2 separate regions of the Bicyclus anynana genome follow, and region 2 is linked to region 1. Evidence: chromatin contacts called from public Hi-C data. All regions are on one chromosome and are shown on one strand. Each heading gives the region's core, a stretch centred on a gene start, on an enhancer-like site or on the middle of the called end of the contact. The rest is flanking DNA. Distances are from core to core; before and after follow the strand shown.

The links. A called contact is a pair of places that touch in the nucleus more often than the background predicts.
Region 2: a contact with region 1 is called in a Hi-C map of whole larva, with 4 times the contacts expected there. The contact joins the promoter of LOC112055316 here to the promoter of LOC112054535 in region 1. A contact is called at or near these places in 2 of 2 Hi-C or Micro-C datasets (whole body and whole larva).

What each region holds. Positions count from the first base shown.
Region 1 is chr4:14,211,584-14,219,230 of ilBicAnyn1.1, reverse strand. LOC112054535 reads left to right here and starts at 4,136. Exons shown (of 1, transcript XM_024094359.2): 1 at 4,136-6,356. The coding sequence starts at 4,136. The coding sequence ends at 6,178. It overlaps LOC112054536 (ras GTPase-activating protein raskol), which reads right to left. Exons shown (of 19, transcript XM_052881290.1): 19 at 6,472-7,647.
Region 2 is chr4:14,361,419-14,369,065 of ilBicAnyn1.1, reverse strand. LOC112055316 (eukaryotic translation initiation factor 3 subunit I) reads right to left here and starts at 3,793. Exons shown (of 5, transcript XM_024095375.2): 1 at 3,657-3,793; 2 at 3,331-3,557; 3 at 2,452-2,584; 4 at 1,609-1,776; 5 at 673-1,275. The coding sequence starts at 3,659. The coding sequence ends at 817.

The DNA of each region.
Region 1 (7,647 bases), core at 2,887-5,386:
TTCATTTGGTCGGATTGGCAGACTTCACACACGCAGAGAATTAAGAAAATTCTCTGGTATGCAGGTTTCCTCACGATGTTTTTCCTTCACCATTTGAGACACGTGATATTAAATTTCTTAAAATGCACACAACTGAAACGTTGGAGGTGCATGCCTCGAACCGAATTCGAACCCACACCCTCCGCAATCGAAGGTGGAGGTCATATCCACTGGACTATCACGGATTGCAAAAATAATCACCAAACATATGTAAATTATAAATCGTAATCGTAAATACACACACGTGCAAGTTTAACACAATGAAAAATCGATTCTATAGATGCAGTTTTTATGAACACGTTTGATCATGATCATATATTTTTGAAAGAGGGACTAGCGAGGCAGATCCTATAGAAGGTAATTTGTCTAAGTATATACAGCATTATACGTCAGCTGTATTGATGATGTACTGCTATAAGTATTAAGTAATTACTCGTAAGCATGAGATTTCACCCTTAGTCCTTATTCGCAGAAACGCTTTTTTAACGGACGTTAAAAACGCTTTAAAATATAGTATGAAGGTAAATGAAGGTCTCGTTAAAAAACTCTCGTGCGAATGATGGCTGAGGCGCCCGGTGATGCGAACCCATTAGAATATCCCCTACCAAAAAGTGCCCAACGCGGCTAAAGAAGTTTCACTTCGAAAAATACATGTAACAGCACTCTAATTTTGGTGCTATTCAAATTGGTGATTATTTTTGCATTGCTATTTATTTTAGCATTTTGCTTTCTGAAATTACATACTTGGATGGCAGTTACGTAATGCGAAACAAGACATAATGTATGCTTTGCAACGTTATTAGGTAACCCATTCTTGGTTGTAGATATCAATTTGACTTATAGGCAAATCCAGTGTGATTAGGTACGAGTAGGAACTGTTTAGTTAAATTAGGCTTTTAGTAATAATGTTTGATTTTGTAGCTCTCACCCATCATCAACATCATCATAATTATAAGCCGATGGTCGTCCACTGCAGGACATAGGCCTTTAGATTATTAAATAGCATAGGCCGGTGTTTTGGCCTGAGAGTACGGGCGCCCCGAGATCGTGAGTTAAAAAGCCCACGTCTGGGTAACGTCCGCCCATCTACTCTGCTTCTACCTTCGGGCCCCATCAGGCGATGCTTCTGCACTCGCCCAAACCCCCCGGTGACGCCGCTAAGGTCCCTTTAAGGAGCCTGCGACACTTACATAATCAGGAGAAAACTCTGCACTGACCAACCTGCATGCTTAGCGTGAACAGTATCGGGCAAATCTTTGTATATGGATGGACCGAAGGAACAAAACTGTGACTATCAGATGTTAAAGATGTTGACCATAATTACAAATTATTATCATATGCCTAGTTACATTTAATAAAAACCGCTCGACCGTTTGGTCAGACGTTTCAAGTCATAAGATATCTATAATTAAACCCTCTTATGTCGGGATCAATGCGACCATAAATCATAATTTAGACAATAATATACCAATCTAAGTAGGTACGGACATTCTTTCTTTGAACATACGACAACTATTTTGAACCTATTGAAATAAAAGGTCAAGTAACGAAATGTGTAGGTACATACATAACACTATATGACGAATAATTGAATTTTCCCTGAACATGTAAGTTACAGTAATAGCTTTCGTAGACCTTTAGCATACATGCCTTTCATTTTTTCCTTAACAAGTCAGGCATTTTTGTTTCCTGTAACACTTACTTATTAATACATTTTCTGAAAACAAACTGATTTTCGTCAATCGACAGATTTAATTATTTAAAACCTTACGTTTTCCCTTGCGCATCTTTTACTTGGAGATTACATTGTATATGTATATTATTGAACCTATTAAATATATGAGGAGTACGAGTAAATTCCAGTCGTGCGTGAAAACTGACACGTACACCCTTGTGACCGAACATAAAAAAGACGATGATGATATCACGATACCAAAATCTTTTTCAAAGATATCAGAAACTCACAGGCTTGTTACAGTTTTATGATAGTGCGAGCAAAGATAGATAGATCTAGTAGCCAGCATTCGTAAAGAAAAAAAATCTTTTGAATCGGAATAAAACTACCAAGAATAATAAGAAGCGACAAGGATGTAACTATTAACTAAGTGAAAGAGCTTGGAAAGAGTTCTAACAGGGAAGCGCTACATCTGGCAGAACTATCAGGCCTTGTCCCTTGAGTAGCTTCACTCTTTTTTACATTAGATTTATATTTGTCATTCAAAGCCTAATCATCATTGGATTGCCTTCTTCCAACTGAAGTTTGGCGGTCATGTGTAGAAAACTCTTCCGGTCTTTTGCAATATTATAATTATATACCTATTATTTTTGATCTCAAATGAAAGCGCACTGAAAAAGAATATTGATCTAGATAATTTCATTACATGCGGGGGTTTTTCAAAATTTTAAATTTTATGTTATTAAATCTTAGCATTCGAGATGAAGTGTTTCCAGGAAATTTTGAACATTTTCCTAAACCTCCACATCTCAAAAGCTTGCAACCGTCGAGTCTAAATGCGAGGTCAACCCCGTGAAAAACAAAACTTCAAGTTAGCATCACATAAAATTTACCCAGCACTCTACAGTGTTCGGATTTCAAATTCATTCACACCGTAGGTCAACTTTACATGAAGTAGGTGCGAGTGTTGGCAGCTCCGACGATTGATGGTTTCCGGATCAATTAAATATTAAATATTGAGATGGATTCGCCAGCGTATGAATGAGGTGAAGAATTATTCAGGTGATGGATGATGGCAGGGCGTTAAACTCCCCGGGTTCGTAGACCGGCCGAGTTTCAGCCAGCTGATCGAGCGTCACGCCCCGCCCGCCGTATGACTAACAAATAGTTTCCATTCGGCACCGCAGTCCGTTACTTATTAATTTATACGTGATTTATTGACGTAACAAACTACGTATGAAAGCAATTTATTCAGTAGCTTGTTAATAATTTATGTTTTGAATCGTTTTTATAGTTCCTACAGCTTGGTTTTGATTATGGATAGTTATAGTTGCCTTCAGATGAAGATACATTTTGTTCGAACAATTTATTTGGAAGTGTGCGCCTGACTTCAAAAACGTGTTAACAAAAAAAGTGCACGAATCCAAAAATATGACTAAATGGCGATAATCTTGCAAAATCCCTTTGTACGTTGCTACGAGTACGTAGATATACAAGGGACTAAGGGACGTCAAATTCAGTCCGCATCACAATTTTCTGTTTTGAATTTGCATACCTATTTGTAATTTTGTGTTTTGATTTTTTTTCTTCACCGTTATGGCCAAAGAACATATTTACTCAGGTTACGGCTATAACAAATATTAAGTATGCAGGCAGGTCATCTCCTCCCGGACAAAAATCCAGATGGGGGTACGGGCCTCGAGGCTACGCCTCCTTGCCCGGGTAAGGCGCGGGGGATCTTGTTCCCCCGGTCATGTTCTTCAAGCCCCTTTCGGGGCTGAGACCTTTCGGCCTAAGGGTAGTAGACGATGTCAATCAAAGTGCCCCGCGCGGACTGCAATTACTCGCTATCCTGCGCTGGGGCGGTGTCAAGTCCGGTATGTGCGTCATCCATCTCGTCTCCATCTTCGTCGCCGTAAGCGTCTGCGCCTGCAGGTTCGGCCACTAAAAGGAGCTCGCGAGGTAGGGGATATTAAGTATGTTGTTTTATGCATGCGTTTAAACTACTCGACAATAGATGGCGCTGCAAAATAAATGTATAGTTAATGGTCGCAAAATGTTTGCAAATTACCATTTCCATTATGGTTCAACTTACTTGCAGGGGTCCATATGAGGATTTTCTTGCTTTTCTTTCGTTTGTAATTTATTAATCTATATAAATATTAACTCAAATTTCGAGGATTTCATTAGTTGTTTATGAGTTAAACAGTATTGTGTCCATCAAGACATCTCTATGTTTGTATCCTCTTTGCACCTAGGTACGTCAATTTTTAAAAATTAAAACTTCAAAAATATTTACATAATATTTTTAATTTTTTTTACAGTTCCTGTATTAGTTTCAGTTTTATTGTAAAACATTTTAATATCCTCAAAATTGTAGTCTTGCTTATTTATCATTTTGACAAAAACTAGTTGGAAAGGATGCCTAATAACGGATACGAAACGAGCTATGAGGATCGAAAGAAACGTCGGGTGCACTTTGTATATAAACGCGAAACACATGAGCGGCAAATATTTATGCAAGAACTGAAGGATATTCGAAAGCGAAAGGAAATTTATTATGTTAAAACAATGAAAAAGCTTATCGGACCGACCTGGCTACAAGCCCTCAGTGTATTGCAAAGAAAAGCGCTAGACTTACTGGAATTTTGTATCTATCAAGATTTACTGGAAGGGCGACCAGTGAGAACAGCAAATATTATGAAAGAACTTGGATTATACCCAAGACCAAATGATGTGGATCTTATGACTTGTGTGTACCTCGGTCGCCGCGACCCAAAGGAAATGCTAGCGCATCTGTTTCTCGTGACTTATGGCCATACCATAGACGTTAAACGAGCTGTATACAACCTTAACGCGAGGCTTATGCTCTCTGGTATTTTGTACTTGGGACAAGACAATTTACTAGAATTACTAAGAAAAAGGTTTAGCCCCAATAAGGAGGAAAGACCTCCTAAAACAAAGGTGAAACGTGAAAAGAAACCTTTGCTAGAATCTCCTTACTTGCAAGAAATGACTGCAGTTTTATTTCAACGCCCGAAACGGGAACCATTTCGAGCTCCGCCTCTGCCAAATTTAGATGATCTCAATGACCCGTACGAAGAGGAATTACCTATAGTAAAAAAGCCGCCCCAGCCACCACCACCATCACCGCCTCCGAAGAAGAGGCTCCCACGAGGTTATTGCGACAAAATAGCAGGAATTATTAACTTTGAACCATATTCCACAATTACTACAACTCGCACCATAAAGACCGTGACCCAAAAAAATGTTCGGAGGGGTAGAAGTTCTAAATTGAGCCTTGCTATTAACAAGTCTTTTGGAATCAGCGTAACACGAACAAAAAAGAGAAGGAAAAAGATTACCATACCAAACACTGGCATATCCAATTCAAAATACACGATCAACGGCGTCTTTACTGTACGCGGTAGAACGGTTTTTGTCCTCGGTAATGTAACGATATTACCTTCGGAAGGAACTCTTATAAATGGTGGATATTCATTAGTGAATGGAGACTATATCAATATACATTGTGGTTTCCGTGGATTTACACCAGCAAGTAAATCTAACACGTGTGACTGTCTTAAGAATTGGCAAGACGTCGCTCTTAAATATGTCAAGGAACATAAATGCCGCTGTGGCCATCACTACGATTACGGGAACGAAGGAACGTTCCCGGCAGAAGAGCTGCCTTACTTCCATAAAGCGACGCCATTTTCTCCTTTCCAATTTAACTATCACACTATATATAATTTAGATGAGAAACAGCTGTATATTGAAAAGGAGTTCAAAAGAGTTTGGGAAACAGAGAGCGCGCTTCAAGTAGGTGGAAATGTTGCTATCGAAAAGAAAGACAAAAAGAAGAAAAAGTTAGTTAAACGTTCATCCACAACCTGCCTGGGACAGAATCCAAAACCAGAAGACTACTTAAAATGTGCATTGCGCCAGATGACACGTTTGAATGTAGCAGCTAGACTTCCTGATGTTCATTTGGTCCCGGTGTTGAAGGAATGGATGAGGTGGCGCATTTACGGACCCTACGATGCCAGCGAGAGAAAGCGCAAGTTGTTACAGAGTTTTGAATTTTGGCAAACATTCATGACGCAAGAAAAGAAAGGCTTAACTCACGTGTCACCTAAGCCTGACCCTATTTATAGCGGCGTTACGACATGGCAGTATAAACAAGATTTGAATGATAAATTTAAAAAATATATGCATAAATACAAACTGGACTTGTTCAGATCGTATGCTTATAGCACAAATTTATTGTGGCCGACTATGTTCCAAGCAGAGTTTCCCAATCGAAAGTTTCGCGAAATATATTTTTCGTATCTTTCTTCTCGCTTAGAAGACTTCCAATTTTTTCACCCTTATATAACGAGGGAAGCCGTAGAGCGGGCAACTGTTTTGAACAAAGGGAGGTACATCTGTAAACCTCATGGGGCCGAGGATGTACAACAATAATTTTTGTTCAATATTAAATGCTTTTTAAATAAAAATAAAACTCCATTTGATTGTAAACAAATACTTCTTTTCAGTTGTGTATTTAAAGAATCACATATCTCAAACGGCGAAGGAAAAACATCGTCAGGAAACCTGCATACCTGAGTGAAGTCTGCCACACCATTGCCACAAGGCTACTGTGCTTAAGTTTTAGCTTAAGCGCTTCTTCTATGTTCTATGGGCTGCTGATCTTACTATGAGTAACTGAACTAGTGGCGTAGTGAATACAGGAATATTGTAATAAAAGTCTGTAATACGCAGTTTATCCATAATTTAATGTGATAAGTATATTATAATAATATACCTATTTAGGTATTATACAAAGATATGGCTTAAAATATTTTTTCACTGAAAAACAACTAAGTTGTCGTATCCATATAAATTGCAATATATAAAACAAATTACATAAAAAAACGTAAATATTTTTGAATTTGTTCAGAGCATTTCCAAAATACTCAAAATTGATTCAATGGTTGGTGCCTAATCTGTATTTATTTTTATTCTACATTCACACTATAATACTCGAAAGGTATTAAAAATATTTCTCTTTGCAATATCGGTTCACTACATATAGGCGTATTCGCTACACAATATTATACAAGTCTTACATTAATATAAAATCTATAACACTTTAAAATATAACGCTAGAGGTTAAAACGGGTGCTTATATCCCACTACAATTACTCTATTCAAATAAAAGAGTACACACTAGTCAATACACTTTAGTGGGAAATCTAATATCATAGACAATCTATAATGTTGCCAACGTAAAGATATTTATTGTCTTGCAAAATCCAATAAACCTGTTTTGACTAGTGTCTACTCCATCTATAGGGATATTCAACGTCTTTGGTATCATTGTTACAAAAACAAAACAAACATTGTCACGTGTGTAAAAATTAAACCAGAATTAATCATACAAAATACTGATATAGAACGAAAAGTTAATGTCAGTTAAAGCATTTTACATTAAAACTAAAGAAACAACATTTAACAAAAAAATACATAAATGGCAGAAAACCGTTGTGAATTTCAATTACAAATAACAATTTTAAAAAATTAAATTACTCCAAAATACAAGCGTAAATAGTAGGTACGCTAAAATTAAGATGAAAATACAGTTCAAAATGCAAGTCGTCAATGAATCTATATAATATAAATATTAATTGTTTGTGCAAAATTTTATTAATAAAGTTCAAATAATGTAAGTATAAGAGACTATTCAATAAATGGTTCAAGATATATCTATATATTGTAGTTACGAATAATGTAAAAGCTGAATAAGCCATTGAATACTGAAATAACCAATCAACTGCAACTAGGCTAAAGTGAAATACGAGAAACGTTTCTAAAAAGAATTAATTAGATCTGATGGCAGTATTAACTTACTTCAAAAACCATATAATATCACTGGCAACACTTTTTCTGCA
Region 2 (7,647 bases), core at 2,544-5,043, 150 kb before region 1:
AACCGGTACGATGTGTAGAAAACGAAAAGGGTGTAGATTTTCATCCTCCTAACAAGTTAGCCCGCTTCCATCTTAGATCATGACTTATGATCTAAAGGTGGGATTGTAATGGAAAAAAAGAGAGATGATTGGAACCCACCATACTGTTCTAATATAGGATGGCTGACTTAAAGTGATGTTTGTCTATGTAACAATCAATAATACACGATAATAAAAATCAGCGCAAATTGCATAAGGTACACTCCTAGGTATGGTGTGTACATCTCCAACTTCCCATCGGTGCTAATGTGATTTTCTTAGAAAAAAAACTCAATATTTATAACCAACTTCAAAAAAGGAGGAGGTTCTCAATTCGACGCGTATGTTCTTTTTTGTTAGATACCTCAAAACTTCGTAATTTTTTAACCGATTTTGAAAATTCTTTTTTGTTTGAAAAAGTATACTTCCGGATTGGTCTCATTTAATGTTCACGAAAATCGGTTTAGTAGTTTTGTGTTAAAATGAAAATAACGAAATTTCCCGTACTGTGGCGCTATCTACTATGCTAGGACACACTAAAAACAACGTCATTGGCAGTTTTTGTGATTTTGAAGTAGGTTTAATTTTTTAAAAAGATATTTATTGACCTCATAACATAATCGGAAATCTACCTCATAAAATAATAAAATCAAAACACTTTAAAGAAAATGTTTTATTTGTGAAAGTTACAATGAGGTATAAATCTCTTATTTTTTGAGTAACCCAAAACAATCTCCACAATTCACAAGTAAAAAATTGTGTTCATCAATACTTTATAATTTCAGCTAAATTATTGTTTTAGTCTCTATTGTAATCGAAAGTGTAATCAAAGTAGGACTGATCAAAACTCTGCACCCGCACATAACCATCTTCACCGCCCGATGCAAAACTCTTGCCATCAGGATGGAATGACAAACTGTTGATGGGTCCAAAGTGACCCTTGACACGACCAAATTCTTCTTCAAAGACAAGATGGAAGAAACGGGCATCAAACTTTCCTTGTCTTGTTGACGTTGTGGTTACTTCCATGGCGTCTTGACCACCACCGAGTACCACATGGTCTAAAATGGGACTGAGGGCTGCAGAGTTAACTGGACGTTCAGTTTTGTATTCCTTGAGCAGCTCAAGGGAGCTAGTGTCAAATAGTTTGGCAGTTTGATCCTTGGATGCTGTTATGAACATGGTGCCGTCACGAGATAGCTGCATATCGTTGATCTGATGTGTATGCTCTTTGATTGAATGCAGTTTTTTGCCAGTCTGTAAACAATTGTTTAGGTATGTTATAGTAAAATGACGTCTGAAAATATGTCAAGAAAATTTATAGTGAGTATTTTCTACAAATTGGGATATGGGCCAGCGTGGTGGACTAAGGCCTCTCATACGAGAGGAGATTTGTGCTCAGCAGTGAGCCGAATATGGGTTAACAATGATGATGATTCTCTATAAATTTTTTAAAGATATTTAAAGATGCATTAATCCACACACAGACATACCAGTGCACCAGAGATACAATAATTACAGATTTAATTTATGGCTTTCTAAAGTGAAAATTAAAATTATGAAACTAATAAAGTTAAAAAAAAAACATACTCGTAAATCCCATTGGATCAAATCACCAGCTTCGTGACCAGTGATGATGGTCTCATCCAGGGTTCCCCACAGCATTGATGTAACTTTTGAGTCTGTAATTTCCCATTTTAATATTGGTGCTTGAGATGATAAGGAGTCATCAATTGTCCTTGTATCTATTATGAACACCTGTGAGCATAAGAAAGCTATTAGAAAAGGCTATTATTTATAGTAAGTAGTCTACCAGCTTTAGTGCTAGTCTACAATATTTACTAAAAAAACAGTCATTAAAAGATGCTATATCATAAAATTTAATATAATTAAGTTATTATTTGCCCACCAGAACCAAAAGCAGTGCTTACAACTGACCATCAATTAAATAGTGCTAGGAGTATCCAGAAATGTATAACCTATATAATTTTACCTAAAAATACAGGGCATAGGCCTAAAATAACAAAATTACCATGACATATCTTGTAAAAATAAAAAAACATATCTGAAATATTGGCCAAAACTGATGTATTGCTGTTTAATTGTGATGTGAGAAAAGAGAGTGCATTTTAGGTCTGCCGCTACTGGTTGACAATGCAATTCTCCACAACATTTTTTTAAAGATTCTCCAATATAGGAGTCAAATGTGTATTTAAAAAAAGGATTTTCTAAATTTGTCTACAAATTATGGAAATATCACTGGACATACATATAGCGAAATGTAGAACCTCATCTGTTTTGGAAGTCAGTTAAAAGTTGATTATATTTACCACAAAGTTTATGCAGGAAATAGCAAAATAGAAGTTATTAGTTTATTATTAGTTTATTATTAGTTTATTGTAAAGATGTTTTTACTAAAATTTATAGTCTCACCTCGCAAGGATGTCCCATAGCCTTGTCAGTAGTGTAAGCCCCTTGGTAGGCACTAAAACTGAAGTTACATGTTCTCACTGAAGAGTTTGTCTTGATTGTGGCAATGTTTTTACCTGTCTCCAAATCCCATAATCTACAATAATGTAATATATTTGTTATTGTACATCAAGCAATTATGAACACACTAAAGTCATCGTTTACACCTTAATATCTAAATGGTAAAGGGCCATAACTCATCACAGAGAGGCAGCAGTTTGATCCCAGCCTCTGAACTGTTGCCATATACTACAGTAAAATACTGTAATCTTTGTTTGTGAAAAGATGGCGATTGTAACACAAAATCTTTTAAAGATTTTAGTGCAACTGCCGCTTCAACCTATATTTGTATGAAAATTGTTTTTAGCTTAAAAATTATATGATTTAAGGCTGCTACATGGAAACAGATTAAAACAGTAGTTCTGGTTAAGTAGATTTAGCAGTTTCAGTTCACTCAATTACACTAAAACGAACATATTTGAAATGACTGGTTGTTTACTAGAAATACACACTCCTAAAGCAGTCTACTCCGTATAGTTAAAGTGGAACAGGATTATTAGTCATGTTTAAAAAATATGAATAAGTTTATTTCCTACACAATATATTAGAAAGAAAAAAATCATATTCTCTCACACACAAGACAAGACATTTTATTTGCAAATCTATGTGTTGAGGAGTCATGGTAACATTTTTATTATGAGGGGAGTGCAGCATATTTATCGGCGTGATCGCTCGATCTTGAGCAGTTTACTCACATTTAATTACTCCGTTTTTATCAGCGAACTCAGACAATGGTTAAGAAGCTATTGCACTAAACTTCTATAAAATATTTCAAATATGTACCTGCAAGAACTGTCACCACCGCCAGTGATAAGATGAATGGTTTCCCAGTCGACATCTAGACACCAAACCACACCACCATGCCCGTTGAAAGTGCCTAGGCGTTCTCCATTTAGTGACCACCACACATTGGGCTTAGAGTCCTTCGCCACGGAAAATAGTAGGTCTCCTTCCCGATTATACTTGATTTGGGTTATGGCACGCTCGTGCCCTTGCAGCATCAAAGGTTTCTGCATAAAACATGATCCAAATTTTATGTTATTTCGGCGTAATTTTACTTACCTATATTAGATAGAATGACAATTGCAACAAGGTGTAAGATAACTTACCATGTTTTAAGCTTTATTTTACAAATTATAGGCACAAAATCATAAAATACTGAATAATTTATTGGCAATTGGCATGTGGCGGTACATTTATTTGACGTACGAAACGAAAGAAAAGAATTGTCATCCTTTGACATCGCTTTGACGTTAACCACAGAGAACATTGAACATACGTACTACGTTCGAAAAAGAAAGAATGAAGAAAAAGCAACACGAAAAAATTCTTATTATATATTCCTATTCTTCGATTTGTACTTTTTACCATATTTTGTTAATTTAGTAAAAAGTAGAATACTGGTAAATAACATGGCTTAGAATGTTGTCACTATTTAACACTAGATGTTCTGAGTATCGTTTATTTGACGCTTGTCATTGGCGATTATGTTGTAACTTCTCAATACTAGATGGCAGGATAATATTACTCATGTGTTTAAACCAAATTCTTATTATATATTCCTATTCTTCGATTTGTACTTTTTACCATATTTTGTTAATTTAGTAAAAAGTAGAATACTGGTAAATAACATGGCTTAGAATGTTGTCACTATTTAACACTAGATGTTCTGAGTATCGTTTATTTGACGCTTGTCATTGGCGATTATGTTGTAACTTCTCAATACTAGATGGCAGGATAATATTACTCATGTGTTTAAACCAAAGAGTAAATTAGTTTAAACCGCACATTACTACCAACCAAAGATTACAATGTATTATTGCTACTAACCGACTTCCTAAAAGGTCCGGTCCTTTGTCCGTTTTTTCAGTCTTTAAGTATGTTTTATTTCTTCGATAATCTCTCTCTCCTTTTGCGGGGCTATTGAGTGCCCAAGCAACTAGCAGTCAGGGCTTCAGAGTGAAGTACCTACGATGCAATACAAGTTGCATGGTTAAGATTACTGTCTTCTGCATTCGACCCTTGATCTAACAGTCATGCGAAAGTTTCTTATGGTATTTGGTCGAAGTTTTGACATTAACACGATTGACTGGAACGACTTTCCAGTTAATTTAACAATCACATACCAATAATTTCGTGAGCAAGGTGTGTTACCGAAAGTCAAGGTTTTCATATTTTTGTACGGTCTGACTTGGTCGCTAACAGTGGCCCTCATAAGAAAGAAGTCACTCGGCGGGCTTTGGAGCGAGTAATGCTTGAAGTTTATCTGCGGGATCGAATCAGATATGAGGAGATCCGCAGAAAAACTAAAATCACTGACATAGTTCAGCGAGTGGCAAAGCTGTTGTGGTAATAGGCAGGACGAATGTTTCGAACAGTCGATGGACGTTGGGGTCCCAAAGTGCTGGAATGGCAACCCCGTATCCGAAACTGCAATGCAATGTTGGTCGACCTCCCACTGGGTAGACGGAAAAATAAAGTGGGTTGCATGGAGCCGCTGGATGCTGGCGGCTCGAGACCATTGTGTTTAGAAGTCCATGCAAGAGGATTAGCAGTGGACGTCCATCGACTGTTAATAATGATGATGGTGATATTTTAACTCTCCAGACAATTCATTGCTAAATATCTATATTGAATCTGTGTAAATTTTCAGAATTGTGTTAAAGCGGGAATCAAAAAGGATATATTAAATGAAATACATAATATTTCACATACATTTTATTCTCTTAAGTTATTAACCATCGATTTTCAAGAGTACAACTAAAAAACAAATTAAAGTACAAACACGTTATGCATCGCTAACTAAACACAACTGTAGGTAACTTCTCTTGGCAAACCAGTTCATCCATTGACTAACATAACACCCGGCGCACCACAAACGAGACGAACACACCGATACAAACGTCTGAATCATCGTCAATACAAACATCGTATGTATACTAACTTGGTCAAAATGTATAACAACCATCATCCGTCCAAAACAGAACAGCAATCAGCAACTATGTGATCGACTACGTGTAAACCCTAACTGTATTGTAATACTTAATGTATGCTATTCCTGAAAGTCTTGAGATTGAGCGAACCCAACTAAATACGTGTAATGCACTCAGTCACTCTGAACTAAATGATATCTACGTCATATTCTATGGATCACCTGGAGGCACTTTATGAGACTGCGTGGTAGATAAGTTGGCGGTCGCTTATTTTATATTGAACAGTACCAAATTTATTTATACCTCAAATAAGCATTATAAGCGAAACGTGTCTGTGAAAGTCGTTAACAAAAAAACACGAAGTACATAATATATAACTTGCTTGTAGAATAGATATCTAATATAGATGTATTTTATATACTTACAATTCGAATATCCATCTTTGACATTACATTACATACAACAAACACACCTCAACGTTTCCAAATATATATTCTCTTACGAATTTACACTCAATTATTATTATAACTATTATAATTACATTGGCTAATGTACACAAGTCAACCCTACTTCAATCCGAAGTACATGAAACTGAAGTTTTTACACAACAAATCTTATGCTAAGAATGTGAAAATATTTAGTCGCGATATCTTAGACGTACCTATTCGTCACATGGACTGTAAAGAAAGTGTGAAATGCATTAAGTTCAAGTTACACCCTTAAAAATATATTAACATCATTATTAATGTTTATATTAATATTACCATATCAGTCAAAATATTTTCGCCATATTATTAACATTCATCTAAATGGGCGACTTCCGAAACACTTGATCTAAACATTGTGTAAAAAGGTTTATTTGATATTCTATCATACGCAGTAGTAAGTAGGTTAGTTTACATAGTAAGTTAGTCATAACTTATAATAATACCTACCTATTCACAAGTATTTCAGAAGTCGAAACCATCATTAGTAGTTTATAATTTTATGCTATCAGAACATTGAGACCAACGACTATATAAATATGTCCAAATCAGTGCACTACTTGTAGCAGAAAAAAATGTAATTGCGAAACTGTACTCCATTAAAATTTACTCGTAACGATATTGACCGGCAAATGAATCACGCGATAGACACGACAAATGAAAGTTCAGATAGACCAGCTTTGAAATTAGGAAAGCAACGAAAAGCGAATGGCTATTTTACATGTAGTTTGTATTTACAATTGTATAGCCTCAGTGGGCTTTCCGTTTACTATTCTAATTAGGTACTCTCCAGTAATGCGCCAATTTTCTCGTTACTCACTAACAATACTATCCTTTGTACAACGCCAATAACATCATTACAATCTAAGTTTTCCCTTTGATACTCTGCCGATAGTTTCACCTTAACAATACGCTATGCTATTAACAAAGTTAATATTACTTACATACATTACATTACCTACCATTAACACATTAGTAAAACGATGCACGATTCGCGATTATAGTTAAACTTACTATTTCCGTCATACACGATTAAAAATCTATAAAGGCATCTTTACCTCAGACTTTAGATTTAACACCTTCGTTTTGATGGTGTATATATCGACTAAGTTATTATAATTTAAACTAGATATAATTGAATAAATAAATATATGCAATTATGCAGTAATTGTCAGTAGTTTCGGCCTACAAGCCGTGCGCTTATCAAAACGTATTATGAAATTTAACACACATTGTCACTATAAAACGCGATTCGCAAGGTTTCAATAAACTATCACTGTTTATCACAATTAACTAATAATTTCACGAATGTTAATAACTTATAACTTTTAAATCGTAACAAAATTTTTTATTTTTAAATCTATGTAGGCATTTGATGGCAGTGTTTTAACCGGTCGTATTGGAACTAATTACAATGTACAAAATACTATAATAATAATATCCACTAACACTTAACTAATGGTAACGCAATGAGGAACGGACTCGTGTCGCTCATTCAGGTAACAAGATTGTTTAGAGAATTACAAAACATCGTAATATCGATTGATTTTTTTATGCTAGAGATATCAAAGCTAAGGGCAGCTCATGTTTTTTGGTGTTTGTTGATTTTTTGTATCTTACATAATATATACATTAAACGAGTATGTATCGCAGCTGCCGAAATTTTTTTTATTTATGAATTC